2 separate regions of the Mus musculus genome follow, and region 1 is linked to region 2. The links are chromatin contacts, called in public promoter capture Hi-C maps. All regions are on one chromosome and are shown on one strand. The core of a region is the stretch at or near the end of the contact, and the rest is flanking DNA. Distances in the headings are between cores, read along the strand shown.

Evidence for each region. Capture Hi-C pulls out chosen DNA fragments and counts their contacts.
Region 1: a promoter capture Hi-C map of pancreatic islet shows a contact between it and region 2. The contact joins the promoter of Selenbp2 here to the promoter of Tuft1 in region 2. A contact is called at or near these places in 1 of 15 datasets of contacts at CTCF or cohesin (the G1E-ER4 cell line), 5 of 115 datasets of contacts at active chromatin or transcription factors (embryonic stem cells, extraembryonic endoderm stem cells, intestinal crypt epithelium and 2 more) and 2 of 9 other capture datasets (embryonic stem cells and pancreatic islet).

What each region holds. Positions count from the first base shown.
Region 1 is chr3:94,692,192-94,698,960 of GRCm38.p6, forward strand. It overlaps Selenbp2 (selenium binding protein 2), which reads left to right and starts at 1,382. Exons shown (of 12, transcript NM_019414.2): 1 at 1,382-1,471; 2 at 4,603-4,659; 3 at 4,801-4,913; 4 at 5,114-5,299; 5 at 5,852-5,972. The coding sequence starts at 1,468.
Region 2 is chr3:94,654,763-94,661,482 of GRCm38.p6, forward strand. Tuft1 (tuftelin 1) reads right to left here and starts at 4,110. Exons shown (of 13, transcript NM_011656.3): 1 at 3,963-4,110. The coding sequence starts at 4,022. It also overlaps the pseudogene BC021767.

The DNA.
Region 1 (6,769 bases), core at 132-2,631, 35 kb after region 2:
CACACTGAGGACAGTGGCAGCCCGGGCTCCATGGGAGAGAGGGTTACATAGTCCTCCTGCTGAGCCCTTCAAACCCACACTTTCCTAGGTGAAGGGCAGCCCTGCACGGGGTTAACAGGATCAGGCCTCAGCCTAGCTTTGAGGAGCCCTGTTAATGGGCCTCAGTGAGAGAGGATATGTCTAATCCTGTTGGGACTAGATGTCCCAGGATGGGGTGACCCAAGGTTGTGGGGAGGCTTCCCCTTCTCCTCGGAGAAGGGGAGGGAGTAACAGGGGGAGGGATTTATAAGGGCAGGACTGGGTGGAGAGGAGGGGGAGGGGGGCTTCAATCCGGATGCAAAGTGAATAAAAATAAATAAATTACTGAAAAAAAGAAAGAGTTCTTCAGCAAGCAATGATTTACTGATGTATATTACAGCCACAGGCTTAACAACCTGAGCAGACACTTACTCTTCAAGCTAGAGGACCCACCCCAAGACAAGGAGTGCCCCTGAACATTTTCTGTCGCCACCCAATTGGGGACAGTAGCATCTGTTGATTTCCTCTCTGACCCTGCATCCAGCCCCTCAGGGCAGCAGACTCTGTGGTGAGGGGGAGTTAGTTCACTTTCACCTCCTGGGGTTTCTGAGGGAAATTGGCAGTAATAGCAAACACTAGGCTTTCTCCCACTTCAAAGCTCAAGGCTCATAGTGGTTCTGGGGAAAGTGGGACCTAGGCTCACCCCTCAGCCTTGGCTCTGTGGGCAGCTGCTGTGGAAAGGCCTGGGGGAGGGGTCTGGGTGATCAGAACTGTTTTTTGGAGCATGAATGTCTAGAAGAAGAGGACAATCATCAGAGAAAGCTGGCTTTCGATGCAGCAGTGGGAACAAACAGGTCCTCAACCGTGGGTACCCTGAAATGTCCATGGGCATGGCCAGACACATAAACGAGCATTTGAAGTCACAGGAACATGTGAATGCATACATATAAACACTCCTCTCACACGGTTCCTGCTCACATGGGCACACACAGGCATATACACGTCCAGGCGGAAGCACATACAAATTCACACCTGTGCATACACAAACATAAAGGCACATGGATAGGAACCCACAGGAGAAGGCTACACAGGCACACAAACTTAATACAGACCAAAGTACCCACTAATGGCTCAGATGTTTTTTGCATGTGTATATACACGTACATATGTGCACACCTGTGCACAAGTGTGCGTGTGTGCACACACACACCCTGTAATTTGAACAGCCAGGCCACTTGACAGCTTCCTGGTTAGCTGCCCTTTATAGTTTACCCTGGAAGGCAGCCAGGTCCCTCCCCTTGCTCCACCTCTCCCCCAATTAGATGCATAAATTCCCTCCTTTTGCCCCTTACCTGTGCAGTCTGCACTTAATACCAGCACTGGTCTCTGCTGAGCCTCTGCTCATTCCTGGCAAATCCTGCAGGACCCGAGTGTCAGCCAGCCAGCAGCATGGGTAAGGAAAAGGCTCTCAAACCATGTGTAGGCTGCCTGTAGTTTGGAGGGTCCTCCTCCTTCCAGGAAATGACCCGGAACTGTGAGGCAGACAGTGACGAAAGAGTTGGACTCTTGTTCCTACCCTGCAGACATGCACATAGCAGCTCAAGTGAAAACTTCATGCACACTATTTTTCAGCCTGGCCTAAGTTCTAAGGAACAGAAAGGGACCGCCAGAAATGGTGGTTTGTGAATCCTACCCAACCTCGGTAGGGGAAGGGGCAGGGGCAGTGCAGCTTGTCACCCTCGTAAATATATGATTCTGGTTTTAGCACGGGGTCAATGGGTTGGGGGGGCGGGTGTTACAAAAGAACAATCATCACAGCCTGGATCTCTCAAGCTGCTTCATATCACCAGTCAATGGGGGAAGTCAGGGGCAGCCACACTAGCGCACTGAGGGCCTGATTCTGCGCCCCTCCCAAGTCCCACAGCCCTCTTATCCTTTTGCCTGCGAGCTCCTGGGTATCAGTCTGAGAGTCTGGGTTTCAGAAGGAATGTTGAGGCCCTGCTCCCCTTATTGCTGGCTCTTCCCTGGGCTAGTAGAAAGACCAGTGGCCATCCTGGCACAGAAAATCCACTTGAACTTTGCCTGGGTTCCCCAAACTCAAAATGTCATAGACCTTGCTTAAAATGCTTACGACTGGAGGATGCCACACAGAGAAAGATGGTGCCCCAGGCGACCTAGCAGCCTGGACCAAGCCTTGGGTGGTGGGATAAACCTCCTCCACTTTTCTCCTCTTCTTAATGATGTTTTTATTTTATGAACATTTCTGTATGTTCATGTGTAGCACATACGTATCTAGTGCCAACTGGGGCCAGAAGAAGGTGTCAGACAGTTCTGAGTTCCATGGGTGTGTTCTTCACCCCTGAGCCATTTCTTGAGTCCTAGAACAGAATTTGTTGTTGTTGTTATTGTTGTTAGGGTTGTTTGTTTGTGGTTGGTTGGTTGGTTGGTTGGTTTCTGAGACAGGGTCTCACTATGTAGCTCTGGCTGATCTGGAACTCACTGTATGTAGATCAGGCTGACAGAGATCCTCTGGCCTCTGCCTCTTGAGTGCTGGGCTTCATGTGTTGCACCCCTTTAAGTCAGTGTGTGGTGGCTCATGCCTGTCACCTCAGTGCTAAGGAGACTGAGGCAGAAGGATCTTGGGGAGATCGGGCTCCCCAACTCCAACACTGTTACTGCTTCCCTACTTCGTATACCTTCTCGATGTGGATCTCCTGGGTGCAGAAGAGGCTGCTCTGGCCTTGAGGCTTCCTTATTATTTCCTTACATGTTTACTTGATGTGTGTGAGGCCAGAGAGCGTGTTAGATCTCCTGGAGCTGGAGTTACAGTTCACAGGGTTTCTCTGTATAGCTCTGGCTGTCCTGGAACTGACTCTGTAGACCAGGCTGGCCTCGAACTCAGAAATCTACCTGCCTCTGCCTCCTGAGTGCTAGGATCAAAGGCGTGCGCTACCACGCCCGGCTGGAGTTACAGTTCTTGACCACCATGTGGATGCTGTGAATCAAATCTGGGGTCTTCATAAGAGCAGTCATTGCTCTTAGCCTGAACCATGTCTCTAACCTCTCTCGGGCCTGCTTGTGGACCTGGGTCAGGGCAGGGGCAGAGCACAGGCCTGTGAGCTCCACTTCAGAATTTCTTTCAACCTACATGAGCCTGTTCAACCTCCAGAGTCTGGCCCACACTCAAAAAGCTGGAATCTTGGCAACTGTCTTGTCAGACTGTAGGGTCCGGAAGGGCCTCTCCCTATAGCTGTGATCACTAGGAAAATAGAAAGAAGCCTAAGGACACACAACTGGCATCAGTCTTTTTTTTCTTTTTTCTTTTCTTTTCTTTTTTTCTTTTTTTGGTTTTTCAAGACAGGGTTTCTCTGTGTAGCCCTGGCTGTCCTGGAACTCACTTTATAGACCAGGCTGGCCTCGAACACAGAAATCCGCCTGTCTCTGCCTCCCAAGTGCTGGGATTAAAGGCATGCGCCACTAAGCCCGGCCTGGCATCAGTCTTGACCAAATACACACACTCCCTGGCTTTGGATTGATTGTGTAATCCTGAGTGTGACCAGCAACCCAGCTCAGGACCCCAGCTGGATGGAGGAAGTTTCTGGGTCCTGCTCTGGCTGAATTTGGTGGAAGATGCAGCCTTCCCATTCTCGAGGGCTGCTCCTCAGAACAGACCTCAGAAGGCTGCCTACTTGGTTTAGGTCTCACAGAGGCCCCTCCGGGATTTTGTTTTATCATGTTGAACCAAAAACCTTCCAATGATAGGCAAGTGCTCTATCACTGAGCAGCTTCCCTCGGTGGGTCGTTTGATTTTAAGATTTAGTGTGTGTCTGTGTGTGTGTGTGTGTGTGTGTGTGTGTGTGTGTGTGTGTGTGTATGCGCTGGTGAGTGGTGCAGCCCTCAGAGGTCAGAGGCATCTGACCTCCCCAGAGCTGAACTCTGTGCTTGCTGGTAGCTGGGAATTGAATTGCTGAGCCTTCCTAGCTCACTTTTGCTTTTTTGAGACAGGGTCTTTCTATGTAACCCTGACTGCCCCAAAACTATGTAGACCTGGCTGGCCTTGAACTTGCGGATCTCCACCTGCCTCTGCTTGCTGGGATTAAAAGCATTAAAGGCATGAGCCCTAAATCAGTTTTTGCTATGTAGCAAGGCTAGTGTTGAACTCATGCTGCTTCTGCCTCCCTAAGGCCGTGTGCCCATCCCCCTGTGGTGCTCTCATTATCTCTTCTTCACATACAAACTGGAAACTGAGTTAGATAATTTGCCCAAGTTCTGCCCAAGACTGGCCAGGTAGGCTACGGCAGGAATCGAAGTCAGTGTTATGATTACTGAGGACACAGGCTCTGCCTCACCTCCTCCAGTCCACTTCCAGGTCATGTGGCTCCACTCTTCCACCTCACCCTCATCAGAGATGGGGGACTGGGTTGGGGGATGGGTTGGGGGTACTGGGCCAAAGTGATGGGGCTGAAGTAGGGACCTGGGGCAGCAGTGAGTCTGCCTTGCCTGCCAGATGTGTCACAGGCTGCATAAAGAGAGAATCACACTCCAAAGCAGGCCCCAGCCAACGTGTTCCCATTATTTCTACAGCTACAAAATGCACAAAGTGTGGTCCAGGTTACCCCACCCCTCTGGAGGCCATGAAAGGTAATTGTAAATCGAAGGGCCGGCATCCCTCTGCAGACCCCAGGGTAGGGTTGGGGTACAGCAGATCTACCTTTAGCCCTCTGATCCTTCCTGAGCTGCCTCTGCCTGGTGGATTACCACAACCTGCTTTCTACTTCCCAGGACCCCGAGAGGAGATTGTCTACTTGCCCTGCATTTACCGGAACACAGGCACCGAAGCCCCGGATTATTTGGCCACTGTGGATGTAGACCCTAAGTCTCCCCAGTATAGCCAGGTGAGGTGAAGCATGGTCACTAGTGCCCCTGAGACTCCCACGACAGCCCCGGTTCCCTACCTCTACCCTTCTTTGTCCTCACAGTAATGCAAGCTATTCATTGCACAGGGTGCTGAACTGAAACCCTGTCTATGCCTAGTCAAAAATGAGTCTGTAGAGGCAGGACCTGGGCAATCAGCACTTCCTGTCCTCCATCCTAGGTCATCCACAGGTTGCCCATGCCCTACCTGAAGGACGAGCTGCACCACTCAGGATGGAACACCTGCAGCAGCTGCTTTGGGGACAGCACGAAGTCACGCAACAAGCTGATACTGCCTGGTCTCATGTCCTCCCGCATCTACGTGGTGGATGTGGGCTCTGAGCCTCGTGCCCCGAAGTTGCACAAGGCATATCCTCCGTCCTTGTGACCCTATTGAACATGCTGGCCCAACAACCCTTAGACTAGCTGTCTCCAGATTTGACACAGGGTCTGACTCAGCAGCAGGAAGGAAGGGCACACTTCAGAGGGCTCCTGAACTGGCACCATCAAGCAAGTTTCAAGCATGGGCTGGGATGCCAGGAGAGGAGGTTTCTTCTTTGAGCAGGGTGTCAGAGCCAGCTAGCTCAGGGCTTCCTCTCAACACGTCATTGGATATCCATCCTCTGCACCAGATGCTCAGAGCTGACTGCTGAGGGTACAGAGCTAACAGTGGCCTCGGAGGGGCCCCAGGAGATGGGAGTGCCTTCAAGAGGGACAAGGGAATGTCAATGCTCTCTGACTGAAGACTTACTGGTGGTTTCTCTGCCTCTCTCTTGCTGGTCTCCAAGTTACCAGACTGAATTTGTGCTGTCTTCACTCAGGGAGAGGAAAAGGAGGCAGGGCCCACAGGGAGAATGACAGCAGGTAGTGGAGACTTCTGGCTCTGTAAAGTTCTGACCCTGTTCCTTACCTTCTCCAGGTCATTGAAGCCAGTGAAATCCAAGCCAAGTGCAACGTGAGCAATACGCACACCAGCCACTGCCTGGCCAGTGGAGAAGTCATGGTCAACACCTTGGGGGATCTCCAGGGTAATGGCAAAGGTACCTGCTGGCACTGTGGACTTGTAAAATCTCAGCAGCTAAGAAGTGTGGAAGGCATCCCACTGTGTGGGGAACAGAACCAAAGCCTGGGGAGCAATAGAGTGAGACACCAGGGGGAACTGGCTGAGTCCTATCCAACATCTAACATGTCAGCGAGTGGCATCAGTTGTTTCAGTTATTACTACAGTGATGAGGATGGGTCTGGTCATGGGGTATAAATTCAGCTATTTTCTAGGTCATAGCAGAAAGATCACAAGTTCAAGGCCTGCCTGGGAAACTTAGCAAGATTTTGTCTCAAAATACAAATAAAAGAAGGCTGGAGTTATAACCCAGTGGTAGAGCACTTGCCTACATTATTGAAGTCCCAGTTTCAACCATCAGTCCATCAGTGTACACACACACACACAGGATAAGCTGTAACTGCATGGTCAAGAGTCTGCCATAAGGATGTGGACTCGCGTGTGAAGTTAGAAGTACCTATGTAACATAACTCTGGCCTTTGTGAATTCATGAACAACCCTCACAGCCCTTGGCTTATGGGTTGTTTTGTTTTGTTGGGTTTTTTGTATGTGTGTGTGTGTGGTTTTTGTTTGGTTGTTTGGGTTTGTTGTTGTTGTTGTGGGGGTTTTTGTTTGTTTCTTTGGTTTGTTTTAGCTTTTAATATAGCTGGGCATGGTGATGCACACATTTAGCCTCAGCATTTGGGAGGCAGAGGCAGAAAGGACTCTGTGAGTTCAAGGACAGTCTGGTCTACATAGTGAGTTCTAGGACAGCTACATGGAGAAACCAGGTCTCAA
Region 2 (6,720 bases), core at 2,860-5,359:
ACCCACATGGTAGGAGAGAATGGACTTCCCTGGCGTGTCTTTTGACTTGTACACATGTGCGTGGCATGCCTGTGCTACTGCCCCCAAGTAAACAACTGCAATTTTCAAAAGAGAAAAGAAACACGCTACTATAAGTATTTTATTTAGAAACAGAGGTTTGCACCAGAACAAACAGCCAAGATTTCAAAGTGGCCACTTCCATGTAGCAGAACTTAGAAGTAGAGAACACATACATTCCTTCAAAAAACATTTGATATTAGTTTTGTTTTTAAAATCATGTACAAGAGCAGGATGTGATGTGGCATGGTGGCCCATGCTGAAATCTGAGCACTTGGGAGGTAGAGAGGGAGCAGGAGTTTAATGTTAGCTTAGGGTACAGGAGATCTTGTCTCAAAATGCCAAAAAATAAATACACACTATGTACAAGTATTCTTTCCATTATATTATTTATTTATTTAATATGTACGGCACATTTATGTATGTATACCACATACAAGCTTGGTGCCAATGGAGGCTTAAAAAGGGCACCTGATCTCCTGGAACTGAAATTGTGGATGGTTGTTAGCTACTATGTGGATGCAGAAAATCATACCAGGGTCTCTCTGTAACAGTACCTAGTGCCTAGAACGACTGGGCCATCTCTCTATCCCTCTAACATATATTCTTTCCATTTAAAAAGTCAAAGGGAGGGAGAAAATGAGGGAGCGAAGGAGAAGGCAGGCAGAGGTCACCCACGCAGACTCCATGTGGCCATGTGCTCCTTTATACACTGCCTCCACGGTCCCCCACTGGTGACATCTGGCTTTGCTCTGGAGCATGTCATCCTTCACTAGACAATCTTCTAACCCTGCCAATCAAGGACCCCTGCCCATTCCTACTTAAGGATAATCTCAGGGGACAATGGCCCCTTTCCCTGGAATCTCAGAAGGATGGCAAAATGACCTGAACTGGCCAGAATCATCCAGAAGCAGGGATCATCCACATTACTGTCCTGGACTGCCTCGGTTCGGACCTTTTAATTGAAGCTTTCCTTTAACTTCTAGGCCCTGATCTTTTCCTTCTAGTAAACTCCTCTTTAGCTAGCTAGGTTACTTTCTGCTGTTTACTTTAGCCAAAGGAAGGTAACAGGATTGTCTAATGGGTTTGAGATTTATTTGTACTTTATATGCCAATAACTTACCAATGTCACTTTTAAACAAATACTTTTGACATTAAAATACACTTTACAACCAGATAAGGTGGTTTGCACCTTTAATCCCATTAAACATACATACAGCTGACACAAAGCTTTTGTCAGAAAGACTATCCTCGCCATCGCTCTGGCATGTTAGTTATTATTTTTTTTAAATGCTATTTCTCCTCCACTAAGGTTTTTGTTTTGAAATAAAGTCTTCCTATGTAGTCATGGCTGGCCCGAAATTTACTATGTAGACCAGGCTAGCCTCAAACTCACAGAGATCCATCAACTTCTGCCCTCCAAGTTCTGGGATTAAAGGCTTTTACCACTATGCCCAGCTTTTCCACTATGTTTTTGTTTGTTTCTTAGTAACAGGAATAAAAACAGCTGATTACGGAAGAAAAAGGCACTCCCAATAAACAAAGATAGAGTTGGGGATGTAGCTCAGTTAGACAAATGCTTGTCTGGTGTGGCCAAAGACCTGGGTTCAACTCCCAGCACCACATAAATCAGTTGAATCGTTTCCTTGCTCACAGCTTTTGCACCCTCACTGAGCATGCTCAATGGTATGAGTACATGACTGACGACATGACAGGTTCCCAGGGACTGTCCAGAGCCATAAATTTTATTTACAGGTTGGCTCAGAGGAGAAGAATCCAGGACAAAGCCTGCCTCCTGACTGACTGATTGTTTACTCTCTGCCCTTCCTCATGAGCCCAGGAATGTCTCCAAGAGTAAACCAGGCAAGGGTTATTTCACTCCTGGCTTTATAATAAAATAAGTCTCTCTATCTCCCTCTTTTGTTTTTTTCCCAAGACATGGTTTCTCTGTGTAGCCTTGGCTGTCCTGGAACTCACTCTGTAGACCAGGCTGGCCTCAAACTCAGAAATCCACCTGCCTCTGCCTCCCAAGTGCTGGGATTAAAGGTGTGCGCCACCACCGCCCAGCCATAAAATAAGTCACAAGTCTAGTCTGTCTCCCCTCTGACATATTGCTATTTTCTACCTCTGCTTTCTGTCCCAACAAACAAGAAAGAAAAGCATCAAGGGACAGCAACGGGTGACATATCCTTCTCTGTACTGCCAGGATTGTGGTTTTAAAGATCCTTCTTCTATATGAGGTGGGTCTTTTTTCTACGTCTAAAAGAAGCTCATGGGTCTAGAGAGATGGCTCAGTGGTTAAGAGAACTGTCTGCTCTTCCAGAGGTTCTGAGTTCAATTCCCAGCAAACACATGGTGGCTTACAACCATATGTAATGGGATCTGACGCCTTCTTCTGATGTGTTTGAGGACAGCTACAGTGTATGCATAAAAATACAATAAATGATTCTTCTTCCTCTTTCTTTTTTTTTAAAGCCCATGACCCCTTTTATTCATTCCATGTTCTTTCCCTGACTCAACCATTCCAAAGCACCAAGAGCATGGAGCACTTGAGGCTGGGACAATAGGATATGACTAGTTGTTGGCTGGACTTTGGTTTTGTTTATCTGATTTGGTCAACCTCTCTTACCTGGGGTAGGCTGGGGGGTGGGCTGGGCTTTGGGCAATGTCAAAACTTGTAATGTGAAAGAAACCTCCATATTTCTAGGCAAAAATGTCGAAGGAGACAGTGAACAGACTTCAATGATCAGCTGTACTCTGAACTTCAAATGAGCACCCATTCTACAACAATTCTTTGAAGAGCCATAATCCAGCTGTAGCTGGGTTAGCTTTGCCTCAAGGACATGCTGAGACAGGCAGGCGCATAGGAATCAGATGGGGGGGGTGGGGGCGCAAACTCCCCATCACTTTGGCTCTCATTTCATTCTCCACAACAACTTGGAAATAAATTAATTAGCACAGATCTATGGAGTATTTGGATCCCCCAGCAACGACTAGAAACATGCAGCATCAAATTACAGGCCTTTCCCTCTGGAGAGAAAAAAAAATATGTGGTCAGTTGAGGGTGGCATAAAGGGAGTGAGGGAGTGAGGAGGGCATAAAGGGAGCAGGGCAGACTGGATTGCACTGGAGAATGCCCCCTCTCTCTCCCTAACCCACTCCAGGTGGGTTCAGTTCTCCACTGGAGTTCCGCAGCATCCCCTTATTCCCCTACAGGGACTTGGCATCTGGACATGAAAGCAAAACCAAGGAAGCTACTGGCTGGCTGAAAGGGGGTTGGGGACCAGAAAAGCAAGATTTAAAAAAAAAAAAAAAGGAGAAATCCAAAAGAGGTGACCGTCGAGCGGAGAGCTCCATAAATCCTCTGGGCGAAAGGTAGAATCTGGTACCAATTCCGTAGTTGTCTGAGACCTATCCCGCCCACTCATGCTCTCCCCTCTCTCCTAGGATTCGACCCTCTGCCCCCTTTCCTAGTAAAAGGATCGCCATCACAGAAGTCTTTGAAGGGGTTCTGAGGCCATCGGGAAACGCGAAAAGGCGTAACCCACCTGGGCCGGCGCAACGTCCGAAACAGCGCAGGGATCCGGTCCCTCGAGCGTCTTCCACGACCCAATCTAGCTGCCCACGAGACGCCTGAGTAACGCGCCCCATGCCCGAGCCGGGGCTACAGTGTCCGCGCCAAGGACAGGACCTCCCCAGCCCTGGAGCTGCCAGTGTTTCGTCCTGTGCTTCCCACTCCACAGTCCGCCACAGGGCAAAGGAAAAAGCCCACGGAGCGACGCGGGGCTGACCGCACTGAGCCCGGCGTCAGGTGAAATGGGCTACCTGAGCCTGAGGCACGCGAGCGGCGGAGCTGGAAAGCCACTGTGCCTGAGTGGGAAGGCGGGGTGAAGGTGACGACCTACCGCGGTCTGGCTCTCCGGGTGCACGTCCACCAAGGTACACCAGTTCCGCGTCCCGTTCATCTTCACGCGGAGGTCGTATGAGCTTCCTCAACTCCGAGGTCCCGGGGAAACTAGGCCGGCAGGCGGGTGCGCGCGCGGAACCGCCCCCTAGTATAGGCGCGTCGGGGGCGGGGCTGAAGATGGGCCACGCCCAGGGCGGTATTTATCAATGAGGTAGAGCGGAAGCGAGAGGTGGGCGGTGCCAAGAGGCTTCAGGACTCGCCTACCCGTGCTATGGACGATTTACGTAAAGGTGAGGCTTGGGAGTGAAGGTCGGGTGACCGCTTAGGAATTTTACTAAGGGTACGACAAGGTATCTTGTGGTATCTCATTGGTCTTTTTCCTTTCAGTTTTCCAGGTTCGGTGCGGGAAAGAATCGGTCTGGTCGTCTGAGTTGGGGCTTGCACAAGCTTCTGTGGTCTTTCCTGAAATGTAAGCCAGCCTGTAGGCTTTTTAGAGCTGAGTACATCTTTCCTCAGAGTTCTACCACACAGGTAGAAAGGCAGGCACCAAAGACCAGCTCACTCGGACTAGTCTAAGCCAGTCTGGCAGGTGCTTTTTCCTGGCAAGTAGCCCAGGTCGAAGTCAAAGCCAGCTAAGCTCTGGGTGGGGCTTGCTTTGCAGAAACTAGACTTATATGGTAGGGAGAGGCGGGACACATGACCTTAAAAGGAATTTGCACCCTAGAGAAAGAGTCTTAGTGGCACCAAAGGCAGTTGCTTCCCAAGCTTAGGCTGGGATCTTGAGGGCTGACCTCTGGTAGAAGGCTATCTCACTGTGTGATGGTCACAGGGACAGCAGGCGCGGTGTGTAAGGTCTAATCCGATTGAATAGGCAGTACCACTAGAGGTAGCAATTCGTTTTGGTGAACATCTAGGTCCTTAAAGTGTTAGGGTGGGTGTGGGGAAACGAGGTGGGCGGGGACTAGACTGGACTCTGAGTCACTTGCCAGTGATGAATGGATACAAAGCTCTGTCTATACCTGGAAGATAATCACTAGGGACATCAGTGACCAGAATAGGAGAAAAACTCAATTCTGGTCCTTTCTCTATCCTCAAAAAAGGCATTTGTGGTTCTTTGACTGGGAAAGCCCCCCCCCCCCCCACCAGGCTCGGTCATTTGAATACCTGGTTTCCAGTTGGAGGTACTAATTGGGGGATTGCGGAAATGTAGTTTCGCTGGACAACCAAGTCACTGGGGCAGGCTTTGAGAGTTCAAAGACTCCCACCATTCCTACTTTGCTCTCTGCTTCCTGCTTGTGGTTTGAGATCTCAGCTATCACCTTTCTACCATGATGGCGATGACCTCTTACCCCTCTGGAACTGTAGGCTCAAATACACACCTCTTTATTTAACCTGTCTTGACTGTTGTTTTCTATTACAGCAGCAGACAAGTAACTCATACAGCACTCTGTATAAGCTATTCCCAGAGCTTCTTAGGACAGGATGGTTCTACTACAAGTAGTCTGTTTCCTAGATGCCTGATCAGCCACAAGAGACCTCTAAAAAATGAGCTAAAGCCTCATTTTAATGTACAGTTTCAAGGACTCTTGGAATAGGATCTACTTGGCAGGGAAAGGTGCCTGTGGCCAAGCCTCCTGACCACTTGTGTTCAATCCCAGGATTCACACTGTGGAAAATGAGAAAAGATGTTCTATCTCAAAAGTTGTTTTCTGACCTCTACAAATGTAGTATTCACATGTGTACACACACACACACACACACACACACACACACACACACGTTAAAAAAAAGAGAGAAAAGAAAAAAAAACTTTTGGAGTAGGCCTTCAAATTAACCAGAAAAATGAAGACAAGAATTTCATATAGATATGCCATTTTTAATATTTAATTTAAAATTAAACCAAGGCTGGATTGGGAGAAAATATCTGATCTGCAGAATATCTTCTTTTAAATCATGATATAGAAGTCATTGATGAGACCAGAACTTACTTTGGAGATAAGAGGCAAACCATCCCCATTACCTTCACCCACAAGAGCTTGGCATGCCCCAAAACTCAAAGGAGGAATATATTCTCCATGACCCCTTCCCATCTCTACTGAGAGTCAGCTTCCAACCCCAGGCGAGGCTCTGAAACAGGGCCCACTTCTTGAGAAAAGCAAGGATCTGTTGGTTCCCACAGAAGCTGGGCACATCCGAGAAGCCATAAGGAGGCCACAGGGACTAGATGTTTGAACTTTAGAACCTGTATCAACAGTTGCCATGGTTCCCAGGTACAACCACCTTATGGTAGCATCCTCAGTCACAGAGGGCAAGGAAGATGGAAACCCTGGGCAGAACCAGTCCCCACCACCTTACCAGGCCTTTCAAAGCCCTTCTCCCAGGGGCTGCTTGGCAGAGCAGCCTGTAGCTGCTCAGTCACTGGGGTAGGAGGACAGGCTGAGGGCCCCCAATGAGGAAAGGCTGGTCTTTGGAGAGGTATGAATGTGCAGGTTTATAAAAGGCAAGAATAGCATCCTCATCCATCTCACACTGGTAAGGCACTGAGAGTAAAGCAGCAAGGCAGGGATGGAAAAGAAAGACACACGATCTCCTGGACCCAGTGACTGGGGGAAAACAAAAATATTGCAACTGAAGAGATGCTAGGACCAATGACTGTGCAAAAAGAAGTATCTGAGAAGTGGGTAGCGCCACGCCTGCATGTCCATTACCCATAATGTTCCCTCCCTGCTCCAGAGTGGGAGGGAAAACAGTTGTGG